2 separate regions of the Sus scrofa genome follow, and region 1 is linked to region 2. A link is a contact called in public Hi-C data. All regions are on one chromosome and are shown on one strand. The core of a region is the stretch at or near the end of the contact, and the rest is flanking DNA. Distances in the headings are between cores, read along the strand shown. Region 1 holds the start of CEMIP (cell migration-inducing and hyaluronan-binding protein). Region 2 has its middle 61 kb from the start of ABHD17C.

Region 1 (6,322 bases), core at 1,226-3,725, 140 kb after region 2:
CTGGTATCTGGGGGGGGTCCTATGAAGAAAGAAAAGAAACCAGGAATTAGGGTAGGGCTTGGAGGCCCTTGGGTGAGTTCCATCCAAATTTGCTGGAAAGGAAGGGCTGGGGAGGGAAACCTGCCATAGGTTTGTCACCTCCCTAGACGTCAAGGAAGGCTGAGAATCTGATAACGGACCTTGTCATGGTCAAGATCAGCTTTCTGGGAAAGGCCTGAAGAGAGCCGGCGTGGTTTCCCTAGTTTAGCCAGGAGATTAAGGCTTCTATCCCAATGCAGAAAACATGCACACAGACTCCAGCAGCTTCTGTCTGACTATAGCCCCAAAGCCCAGACGTAGATATATGAAGTGGCATATCCTACCTAGAATGAAGATGGCCCCCCACAAAGGTGGTTCTCACATGGCATTAGCTGGAAGGGACAAAGGAATATATAGTCTAGGAGGACTCCAGTTAACCAGGTGAGGGGCTGCATTGTAAGCTCAAAAAAAAAAAAAAAAAAAAAAAAAAGTGGAAGGGAGTACAATAGACAGAGAGGAAGAGTAGATGGCACGTTGGTGGCTGAGTTGAAAGGAGACTCCACGGGCCCTAGGGACGTGATATGGGCTCTTTCCTCTAGTACTGTTTTCTCATGCACGGGGGATATTTACCTTTTGCTGTAACCCTTGAGGACCTCGGTCTGTCCAGTTAAGAAGGTAGAGCCCTATCCTACACATGGGATGTATTCTAACTTACTGAAGACCTGCTAGGTAGCCGTATTATTGTGATCTCATATAAGTCCTACCAGTCAGTAAGGAAACATCAGAAAACCCATTTTCCTGATGAGGAAACGGATGCCCAGGGAGGTGAAGATCCTTGTACCGTCACATACCCGGAATGTCTGACTCTGTTTTCAAACCAAGGTCTCTTTGATTGAAAGCCCCTGAATTTTCCTCTTGGAGGGACTGCTAGGTCCCATTCTAGGATCTCTTTCTAAGACCGCTCTCTCCTTGTTACCAAATGCAAGTTTGTGTGCCAGGTGCACAATAAGGCCAAACAAACCAAAACGGTGGAGTTTGGGAGTTTCTGTCATGGCTCAGTGGTAATGAACACGACTAGTATCCATGAGGACCGGGTTCAATCCTGGCCTTGCTCAGTGGGGTTAAGGATCCGGCGTTGCCGTGTGCTGTGATGTAGGTTGCAGATGAGGCTGTGGCTGTTGTAGGCTGGCAGCTGTAGCTCCGATTCAACCTCTAGCCTGGGAACCTCCATATGCTGTGGGTGCGGCCCTAAAAAGACACACACACACACACACACACCTTAAAAAAAAAAAAGTTGGAATTCAGACCGGAGAAAGGTTTATTGCAGGGCCATGAAAGGAGATGTACCCTAAAACCCTCAACTCTCTGAAGGGTTTCATTCAGCAAAGTGTTTTAAAGGCAAGGTGAGGGAAAGGTTCCTGTCTTGGCACTGTGGAAACAATCTGACTAGGAACCATGAGGTTGTGGGTTCGATTCCTGACCTCGCTCAGTGGGTTAAGGATCCAGCATTGCCCTGAACTGTGGTGTAGGTTGCAGACACGGCTCAGATCTGGTGTTGCTGTGGCTGTGGTGTAGGCCGGGGGCTACAGCTCCAATTAGACCCCTAGCCTGGAAACCTCCATATGTTGCAGGTGTGGCCCTAAAAAAGACAAATAATAATAATAATAGTAATAATAAAAGTAAGTAAAGACAAGGTGAGGGAAATGTGTGCTCAATTACTGCAAGCTTCTTGGTGCAGGAATCCTTTATTCACCCAGGTCAGGTCATGATGTCCCTGTAAACGTCCAACAAGACAAATGTTATTCTCTGCTCTGCAACTTTTTATCTTCATGTGAATGCAAAAGTGTTACACCCTTAAAGGTCAGAGCCTTGAAAGTAGGTTATCCTGTATATTTCAGGCTCCAGGCAACATTCTTAATTCTAAGTAAAAGCAACAGAACACAAAGTTTAAGATAAAAGACACAGATCTAATAGGGAGACAGATTTGTTCTTCCCTGTTACCTCCTGATAAATTAAAAAAAGAAAGATTCTGAGCCTCATCTCTCCTGGATTCTACACCAGACGCCAGCCTTTTTTTTCCCCTTGATAGCCTCTTCTTCACTGGGCGCGAGTGGGGTTTTATGCTCGCACTCGGGCCACCCTCTAAGCCCTTCCAAACCGGGAGAATGGCTCTCAGCGGCCCTCGGGGACCGCTCCACCTAGTCCTGGGCTCCAGCGCCCTCACCTGGCTGCTGCCGCGCCGGGCTCCACGGGCTCGGGTCTGCGTCTCCCAGAGCGGCCGCCAGAGCCCGCCCGGCTCCGGCCGGGGCGCGGCGCCCCCGCCCCACTTGGGCAGGGGGGGAGCTTCGGCGGGGGGCGGGTCGGTAGCGCGGGCGTCAGGGGCCCCGGGGAGGAGTCAGCCCCGGGCGGCCGGCCGAAGCCACAGCTCGCTATAAAAGCCGCCGCTCCGGCGGGCGGCCGGGGAGCGCGGGCGAGCGCGGCGCGGTGCAGCCCTGCCAAGCTTGGCGAGCGCAAGCGGCACGGCGGGCGTCAGCGGCGGGACGCGTGGGGCCAGCGAGGCTGAGCGCGGCCGGAGGCTGAGACCAGCTTTCCCAGACGAACTACCATTCGGCTTGCCCACGTCCGGGGAGCTTGCTGGGCCCATCAGTGTGCTACCCGACCGCGCCGGCTGTTGCGCTCCTGGCCTACGAATCGAATCGTGGCACTGTCTCGGCTACCGACCCGGAGGTAAGGGGGCCAGGCCGGCGCGCCAGGGCTGCGCGGACTGCCCAGGCTCAGAGGTACGGGAAGTTGGGGGGTATGGCACCTCCACCGGTGATACGGAAAACGTTACTGTTACTGGCTTCTGTTTGTCCATTCTATGCTGTTCAGCCCCTCTCTCTCTGTCTGTCCTTCCACGCGTCCGTTGATGGGCTCATGCCCCTGTCACTGTCCTCTGTGGGATTTCTCTGAGATCGTGTGATCCTTTGCAAGCAGCAGGTGCTGGGGGCGCCAGTGTCTCCGGAGCGCATCCAGCGGGGGGGGGGGGGAAATCCCCGTTTTCTGTAGTTACCTCCTTCTGAATGGTTTGGGGGCAGGCATCCCGGGCAGTGTCTTGCAGAGGAGGGACTGCGCGGAGGGTCAGGTCGCGGAGTGCGGCCGACAAAGAGCCGGCTCACACTGTGCACTAGCGGGCGTACGCCTGGCAACAGGTCGGCTCCCTGCTGCTCTGCCCTCAGCACCGTCTTCCTTCTGGATTTCCCCGCTGCCTCCCGGCCCGCGCGCTCCCCAGCAGCGCTAGGCACCCAGAGTCGTGCTGGCACCACACCAAGTGAACGCAATTGAATGTTAGATAACACGAAGGCCCCTACTGATGTTTAGGCTGAGATTGCAAACTTGGCATCGTTGGAAGAGGGTTCGGGGGTCCCTGACACGGGACATCAGCTCCAAGAAAGGTCAAATTAGGTTAGAAAGAAAGGCAGGGACCTGGCGGAGCGCAGACGAAGGCCGTGGACAGGTCTCCAGTTCGCCGCTCTGGGAACCAGGGCCAGAGACATTCTGGAATGGACCCAGCGGGTTGCATGTGCTTTTGAGAAAGGAGCTCAGTGCGCCCAGGTCCTCCGCCGCAGACTCGCTTTCAGCGCTCTCAGAGACCGCCGCGGTTCCTCAAGGGTGCAACGCTACTGCCGTCCCAGGCGCGCCGCCAGGAGCCGGGTTTGAGGTCCTGAGTCCTGCTCTGTCCAGCCAACGCTGCCCACAGGTGAGAACTCCCTTTTTAAACCAACCTTTTGATGTGTGAGCCAGTGCCTGGCTGCAGGCTGGGAGCGAGCCTCTCTCTCCATTCCGGCGGTCTGGAGCGCTATCCCCGGCGCGCCCCGGGGGCGGGAGCCGGCGGCTCTGCGTGCCCAGGCGCCGCGCCACCATGGACAGCTCCCAGCCGCTTCCTCCACTCCGGATCTGTGGCCCTGGGTCTCCCGGGGAAGTCGCGCGCTTTCCTCCCAGACCCAGGGACTAGGGGCGCAGGGCAGGAGGAATGGGACCACTAGTCTGTGGGAGCTCTCGGTATCCTGTCCCGAGGCGACGAGCCACTCAGAGGATAGGGAATCTGTGGTTTGTGACCGGGTCCGAGAGCAGCCAGCAGCTGAGCTCTGTATAGGACTTCGGTATGGTGTCGCGAGGGGCTTCTCTGGCTTTTCTGCAGCACCACGAGACCCTCCAGGGTGTTATAACTCTGCGACGCGTAAGCATTGGACTGAGGCTTCGGGATGATGCCAGATCTAATTAGGGACTCCCCCCAACTGTTTTCTGCGCATGACATAGGGTCGTGTTCCGTTGTATTAAATTATTTAGTGAATATGGCACTGGGAGGCTTATTTGTTTCACAATTACAGTGACATCAGAACACGTTTATAGAGAATGTATTTGAATGCATTTGCAAAAGCAACTGTGCTGTTTTCTGATCCTAATCGTTTCCTCCCAGGTGCATACGAAGCTCTTAAAGAAGCTTCCTTTGGGTCCTCTTTAGCCCAGTAGATGATACTTCAAGTTGGTTGCTTGGAAACAGTGTGGGGAGAACCCGTAGGGGTTAACCTGTGCAAATTAACCATCTCCCTTCTCCAGTTAGAAATGACATTGGCTGGGGCTCTTTGTTATCCTCACCTAAACAGAATGTGTATCGTCCTTCATTTTAAAATTGCAGGAAATTCACAAGATCTGCTTCTGTTTGTGACTGATGAAGGCTGATGGGGAGTCAAAACAATCAAGGATCTTTATTTATTGTTACTATTATTACTATTATTATTTGGAACAGCACTTGTGACTTTCTGAAAGTCACTTAAGCACAACACGATCTACCTTGCAGAGTTGCTAATGAGAATCAAGGAGCATAATGTAAAGCGCTTATATCAGTGCTGAGCACAGAGAAAGCTCTTAAAATCGTAGTTGATTGTAGGTATATTTTAAAGACAGTAGTACACTTCTTTTGAATTATGTTCACCAGCCCTCGGCTCACTCTCCTAACCTCGTAATTGTTTGATAGGGATTCCAGCTCCACTTTGTATTCACGTTTAAGAACTTGTGGATGGAACTGATGAAAGTGCCGAAGTTGATTATAATGCTGGGGGACAAAACCTTATTCAAAGATAAATAGAAGATTTTTGCATGAAACAAATCAGTTGCCTGTTTTTCCCACCTGTACCACTTGGAAGAAAGATAAAGTAAGTCATTTTCCAAATGTTGTCACAGCCCCCTGGTTGAGATGATCCATTCTTCTTGAGCCTTCTCTCAAAAGAATGCAGAATCTTCCAAGAAACCTCCTTGTCCCTGTTGGGGGTGAGGTTTCCAGGGGTATTGATGGCAAGGGACCTCCTGTTTCTGGATTCCTACAGGATAAAGTGGGAAGTCACTGCACCAGGGCAGCGCCTGGTCTAGGAAACCCCTGAGTGCTCGTTACCAGTCTGGAAGCACATTCCCCTGTGTTTGAACCTGGCTTGGCTGTGAGACTCTGACCACGATACCCGCTCTGCCTGGGGTCTCGCCACATATTTGGTCTCGGATAGATTTGAAGATTTGCCCCAGCTCCACCTCTGGGGTTCTGTCTGGTAGAAATCACTAATATGTGGCATACACCAAGAGTTTAGGTGATGCAGTTATAATGGGTCCAATCTTACAGCTAGATTTTTTTTTTTTCACAAAAGTATGTGTGTCTGTGTTTGTGTGTTTCTGCTCGCTTCACATTCTGGTGCTCTTAGGTTTTCTGTATTTTTTTTTTCTTACTAGATCAGAAGTAATTTCACTCCCTCCATCTGAAAGGAATGGAGCTGAAGGATGCAAGTCCACAGAAGCTGGGGGTCTCTCTGTGACTTCCGTCTACCTGGTGATGTGACTGGAGCAGGAGGACATGGGCCCTGGCTGACGTTGGTGTCCCAGCTCTCTTCTCTGACTCCCATGCAGTTCCGGTTTCTGGCACACAAGACTTTCTGGTAGGAAAACTATTGAACGACAGAAACACTTTTGGAATCGAGGGTGAGGAAAGAGGGGAGGAACTGGCATGAGAGGCAGAGAGGGGGTTCTTCAAAGATCTGTGGCATTCTGTCTGTTGCAGCAGTGTCTGGGTGGCCGGGGACAGACGGATCAAATAGCAAGAGTGGCATTCAGTGGGGAAAGGCTGGCGGGATGACAAGGGTGAATGCAGTTACTCTCAGCCTTCTTTGAAGCCTGCCGCTTAAGTGACCTGCTTTTCGTACCTTTTGTGGTATTGACAGAGCAGCACAGTTTGATAGGATAAATGCATTTTGCATTTGTAGTTAGAACTCAAAAGAGAAAT
Region 2 (5,621 bases), core at 128-2,627:
AACTGGGTTCATTTCCGCTGAGCTACTGTCTGAAGACTTTATCCCCTCCCTCAGGCTGTACTGGGACACAGGACTGAGCCCAGAGACTGGAAAAGGAGCCAGGACCAGAGCTGAATTTAGAGAAGGGACTGATCAGGAGTATGTCCATGGCACCCAGCATTGCTTCTAATCCAGGTCTTTCTTGAACCCACATCCAAATTCTCCATCTGCAAGATGGAGCTGAACTTAGACTTTTCCTCCCCTGGGGACTAGAACAGGAATGGCTGTTCTCATAATGGTCATCCAGAGGCACACAGAGTGACAAGGAAGGCCCCTAGTGGGGTGGGACACTACCACACATGTTCAGCGGGGACAGTCACTGGGCCTGGCCCACCCTCAATGCATGCAGGAGTTCCCAATGTGGCTCAGCAGTTATGAACCCGACTAGTATCCATGAGGACATGGGTTCGATCCCTGGCCCCACTCAATGGGTTAAGGATCCGGTGTTGCCGTGAGCTGTGGTGTAGGGTGCAGTCAAGGCTCGGATCTGGCGTTGCTGTGTTTGTGTTACAGACTGGCAGCTCCAGCTCCGATTCGACTCCTAGTCTGAGAACTTCCATATGCTGCAGGTGTGGCCCTAAAAAGACAAGAAGAAGGAGGAGGAGACAGAAGATACATCATGGAAACACTGTGGCCAGACCTAATCAGTGATTCCTAAACAGTACTCCTATCTGACATGGTGAAGCTCCCCTTCTCAGAGGTGATGGTTATGGCTTGACTCTTTCCCTGCTCCTTTCCCTTTTTAATTTTTTTTTTTTTATCTTTTTTATTTTTTGGCTGTGGCGTGCATCAGCTTGACATGGGGTCTCAGTCCACAGATCAGGGATGGAACCCAGGCAGCAGTGGTGAAAGCGCTGGGTCCTAACCACTAGACCACGAGGGAACTCCCTCCTGCTCCTTTCTCCTCTCTTGCTGCTGTGGTTTGCAAAAAAAAAAAAAAAAAGTTTAATACAGGAGACAGCAAATGCTTTCCGCCAAGGGCCAGAGAGGAACTATTTTTAGCCTTTGGGGGCCGTGCAGTCTCTGCCACAACTACTCAGCTCTTCTCGTGTAGCAAGGACGCAGCCAGAGGCACTGGCATCGGTAAATGGATGTGGTGGTGTTCGCTAACACTTTCATTTAGACACAGAAACTTTAACTGTATAAATTCTAATGTCAACAATATTAAATTTTTTTCAGTGATTTAAAAGTGTAAAAATCACTCAGAGCATGCCAGCCATACAAAAATAGGCAGAGGATCATATAGCTGGCCCAGGAGCCACAGTTTTCAGACCCTTGGTCTACAATGTTTACCGATCCCCAGTGTCAGCTGGGGTGAGGGCCTCTGGACCGTGTGATCTCCCGTGAGCTTTGACCCCTGGCCTCTGAGTTCGGGCCATGTGCAGTTGGTATCCTGCTGACTCTTCTGGAAGTCAAGTGCATCCTGGCTCTGGCTGGATCCTCCCCCTGCAGCTCCATTTCTCTGCCCAGGGCTGTGCCAAGTCCAACATCAATGGCCTCGTCACATCCGCTTGTGTCTTTACTTCGTGGTGTCACTCCTTTGGAGGCTTGGCTGCACAAGAGGAATATGTGACAGCTGCCTCGAGCTTTGACTCATTACTGCCAAAGGGCCTAGGGGAAGAAATATGATTAAGAGGAAATGTGAAGGTTTAGGGACAACAGCCATTTGACAGGAAACCGTGCACTTGGGGAAGCAGGAATGAACTCAAAGCGTCGGGATGAGCCATTGAGGTGGATCCGCTGAGGACTCAGCCGTTCTTCCTGAAGCTGGAAACTGACCTTTTCCCATCTTCAAAACATTTCTTAATGTACCTCCTTTGGTGCCGTGATGAGAGAGTTTGGGGTCAAAAGTAGACCTAATTTTAAATGTCTTAAGTTGTTTGCAGCATGGTGTTTTCTTCATCTGGAAGTGGGAGTTTTGAGTTCTGCTAAATATTGTTATTCCTTCTAAATCCTTTGTTTATCTTAGGAAAGTCCCAGGGCTCTTGTTCCCGTTTGCGTGTTGACTCGTTGGCCAAAGCTGCTGCATTGAGTTGTGTTCTGTCCTGCCTGGGGAGAGGAAGACCACATGGTTAGGACAGAAAAAGCCTAACCATCAGAAGACAGAGGGTATCACAGCAGCTGGACGGTCTCCCCTTTGCTGTTGCACACCCAGGGATGGTATAACCCTCCCCCAGTACTGCAGCATGAAGGTGGGGTGAGAGGTACAGATTAGACACAAGTATCAGGCTCTACTGCTCACAGAAAAAAGCCCAGAGTACTTAGACCCATCGTGTTGGAACTGACCCGCAAGTCTGAGGAAGGAAATGAGATAAGATTCCAAGCTGTCAGCAGAGTGATTCCATGCATCACACATTGGCTCCACTGTCAATACGTATTAGTTCACCGATGATGGGAAATGTTGACAGACTCCCAGAACATATGATTTCACTTATGTACGTATAAAGGATAATCAAATTCATAGGGACAGAAAGCAGGATGGTGAAGATCAAGCTTTGCGTGAAGGGGGAAATGGGGAGTTATTTTTTCATGGATGTAGAGTTTCACTTTGGGAAAATGAAGTTCTGGAGATGGGTGGTGATGGTGGATGCACAGTAAGGTGAATGAACTTAACGCTGTTGAACTGCACACTTAAAAATGGACAAAATGGTAAATTTTTTCTTATGTACACTTTATGGCAATAAAAAATTACCCATTAACAAAAGTCCAAAACTTATACTCCAAAACCTATAAAACTTTGTGGAGGAGTTCCCATCGTGGCTCAGTAGAAATGAATCTGACTTGCATCCATGAGGACGACGGTTTGATCTCTGGCCTTGCTCAGTGGGTTAAGGATCCGGCTTTGCTTGAGCTGTGGTGTAGGTCGCAGATGCGGCTTGGATCTGGTGTTGCTGTTGCTGTGGTGTAGGCCGGCAGCTGTAACTCCCATTCGACCCCTAGCCTGGAAACTTCCATATGCCTTGGGTGTGGCCCTAAAAAGACACGCACAAATAAAGACGGCAGTACAAATTGATCTACAGATTCAACATAGTCCTAATCAAAATTCCATTTGGGTTCTTTACAGAAATTGATAAGCTTATTCTAAAATTTATATACAAATTCAAAGGACTCAGATTAGTTAAAACATCTTTTAAAAGGATAGAATTAGGAGTTCCCATCGTGGCGCAGTAGTTAACAATTCTGACTAGGAACCATGAGGTTGCCGGTTCGATCCCTGGCCTCGCTCAGTGGGTTAAGGATCTGGCATTGCCGTGAGCTGTGGTGTAGGTCACAGACAAGGCTTGAATCCCGAGTTGCTGTGGCTGTGGTGTAGGCCGGCAGCTACAGCTCCGATTGGACCCCTAGCTTGGGAACCTCCATATGCCATGGGAGCGGCCCTGGAAAAGACACACACATACACACACACACACACACAAAGTTAGAATTGGAGGACTCATATTTCCCAATTCAAACTTACTGTAGAACTATAATAATGGAGAAACCAGTGTGGCGCTAGCATAAGGACAGACATAGAGATAAATAAGATTGAACTGAAAATGCAGAAGCAAACCCTCACACTTACAGTCAACTGATTTTCCACAAGAGTGCCAAGAAAATTCAATAGAGAATGAATAGGGTTTTCAACAATTAGTACTGGACAACTGTATATCCTCATGCAAAAGAAAGAAGTTGGACCCTCTACCTCACTCCATATCCATATCCATATTAACATGGATCAAAGAAATAAATGTAAGAGAAACTAAAACTCCATACCGTGCTGGTGGGATTATTAAATGGTGCAGACAGGAAACCAGTTTGGCAGTTCTTCAAAAGACACACAGCAATTCTACTCCTTCAAATGTATTCAAGAGAATTGCAAACATGTATCTACACAAAAACTTCACAAGAATATTCATAGGAGAAACGCAAATCAAAACTACAGTGAGGTACCACCTCACACTGGTCAGAATGGCCATCATTAAAAATCTACAAAAAATAAATACTGGAGAGGGTGTAGAGAAAAGAGAACCTTCCTACATGCTTGGTGGGAGTGTACGTTGGTACAGCCACTATGGAACACAGTATGGAGGTTCCTCAGAAAACTAAGGATAGAGTTACCATATGATCCAGCAGTCCCACTCCTGGGCATATATCTGGATAAAACTATAATTCAAAAAGATGCATGCACCCCTAGTTCATAGCAGCACCATTCCTAATAGCCAAGTCATGGAAGCAACATTAATGTCCATTGATAGATGAATGGATAAAGAAGATGTGTGGACTACTGCTCAGTCATAAAAAAGAATGAAATAATGCCATTTGCAGCAACATGGATGCAATTAAAGATTATCATACTAAATGAAGTAAGTCAGAAGGAGAAAGATGAATGCCATATGTTATCGCTTATATGTGGAATCTCAAATATGGCACAAACAAACCCATCTACAAAATAGAAACAGACTCACAGACGTGAAGAGCAGACTTGGGGTTGCCAAGGGGTAGGGGGTTGGCAGGGGAGAGACGGACTGTGGGGTTGAGATTAGCAGACGTAAACTGAAAGACATGGAGGGGATAATGGACAAGATTCCATTGTACAGCACAGAGAAATATACTCACTGTCCTATGATAAACCATAATGGAAAAGAATATAAAAAAGAGTGTGTGTGTGTAACTGAATCACTTTGCTGTACAGTAGCAATGAACACTACTGGAAATCAACAATACTTAAAATTGAAAGAAGAATGGTCATAGCAGTATTATTCGTAACAGCAAAAAGTGAAAACAAGCCAAATGTCCATCAACTGGTGGATGGATAAATAAAATCATGTGATATATCTACACAATATAATATTACTCAGTCATAAAAGGAATGAAGAAGTACTGTTGCAAGCTACCACAGGGATGAAAAAGTATTATTCTAAATCTATTGTATTCTCAAAACAAAAGACCACACAGGAGTTCCAGTCACGGCTCAGCTGTTAACGAACCCGACTAGGATCCATGGGGATGCGGGTTCAATCTCTGGCCTCGCTCAGTGGGTTAAGGATCCAGTGTCGCCGTGAGCTGTGGTGAGGGTCGCAGACACGGCTCGGATCTGATGTTGCTGTGGCTGGGAACTTCCATATGCCACCAGTGCAGCCCTAAAAAAGGGGAAAAAAACATATATTTTATTTCATTTGCATGAAATATACAGAATAGACACACCTAGAGAGACAAGCCAATCAGTGGTTGCCTAGGGCTGGGAGGCGGTAACCACTAATTGGCACAGTTTCTCTCTGGGGTGATGCCAATGTTCTAAAATGGGTCATGGTGATGATTGTGCAGCTTTGTGAATATACATAAACCACTGAACTGTATGTTTTAAATGGGTGGATTTTGTAGTGAGTGATATTGCAAAAAAAAGCTGCTACCAAAAAAAAAGCATCCCTAATCATGGTTAGCATTTTGGTATATACCTTTCCAGCATCGTTATGGCCCTTCCCCCCATATATTTATACATTTAAAAAATTAGGATTGTAGGAGTTCCCATCATGACTCACCTGTTAACGAATCTGACTGGGAACCATGAGGTTGCGGGTTCGATCCCTGGCCTTGCTCAGTGG

What was found. A called contact is a pair of places that touch in the nucleus more often than the background predicts.
Region 1: a Hi-C map of liver shows a contact between it and region 2, with 4 times the contacts expected there. The contact joins the promoter of CEMIP here to the enhancer-like site in region 2. A contact is called at or near these places in 6 of 47 Hi-C or Micro-C datasets (brain, embryonic fibroblasts, liver and 2 more) and 1 of 2 datasets of contacts at active chromatin or transcription factors (alveolar macrophages).

Annotation. Positions count from the first base shown.
Region 1 is chr7:49,620,059-49,626,380 of Sscrofa11.1, forward strand. It overlaps CEMIP (cell migration-inducing and hyaluronan-binding protein), which reads left to right and starts at 2,476. Exons shown (of 31, transcript XM_021098867.1): 1 at 2,476-2,745; 2 at 5,776-5,978.
Region 2 is chr7:49,477,299-49,482,919 of Sscrofa11.1, forward strand. No RefSeq gene overlaps it. Among named protein-coding and RNA genes, the nearest start is that of ABHD17C, 61 kb to the right of the region's middle. Within about 2 kb of position 1,378, at least 11 of the 83 cell types and tissues checked have an H3K27ac peak or open chromatin away from gene starts, as enhancers often do. A contact at or near this core is called in liver and skeletal muscle, where this site is marked.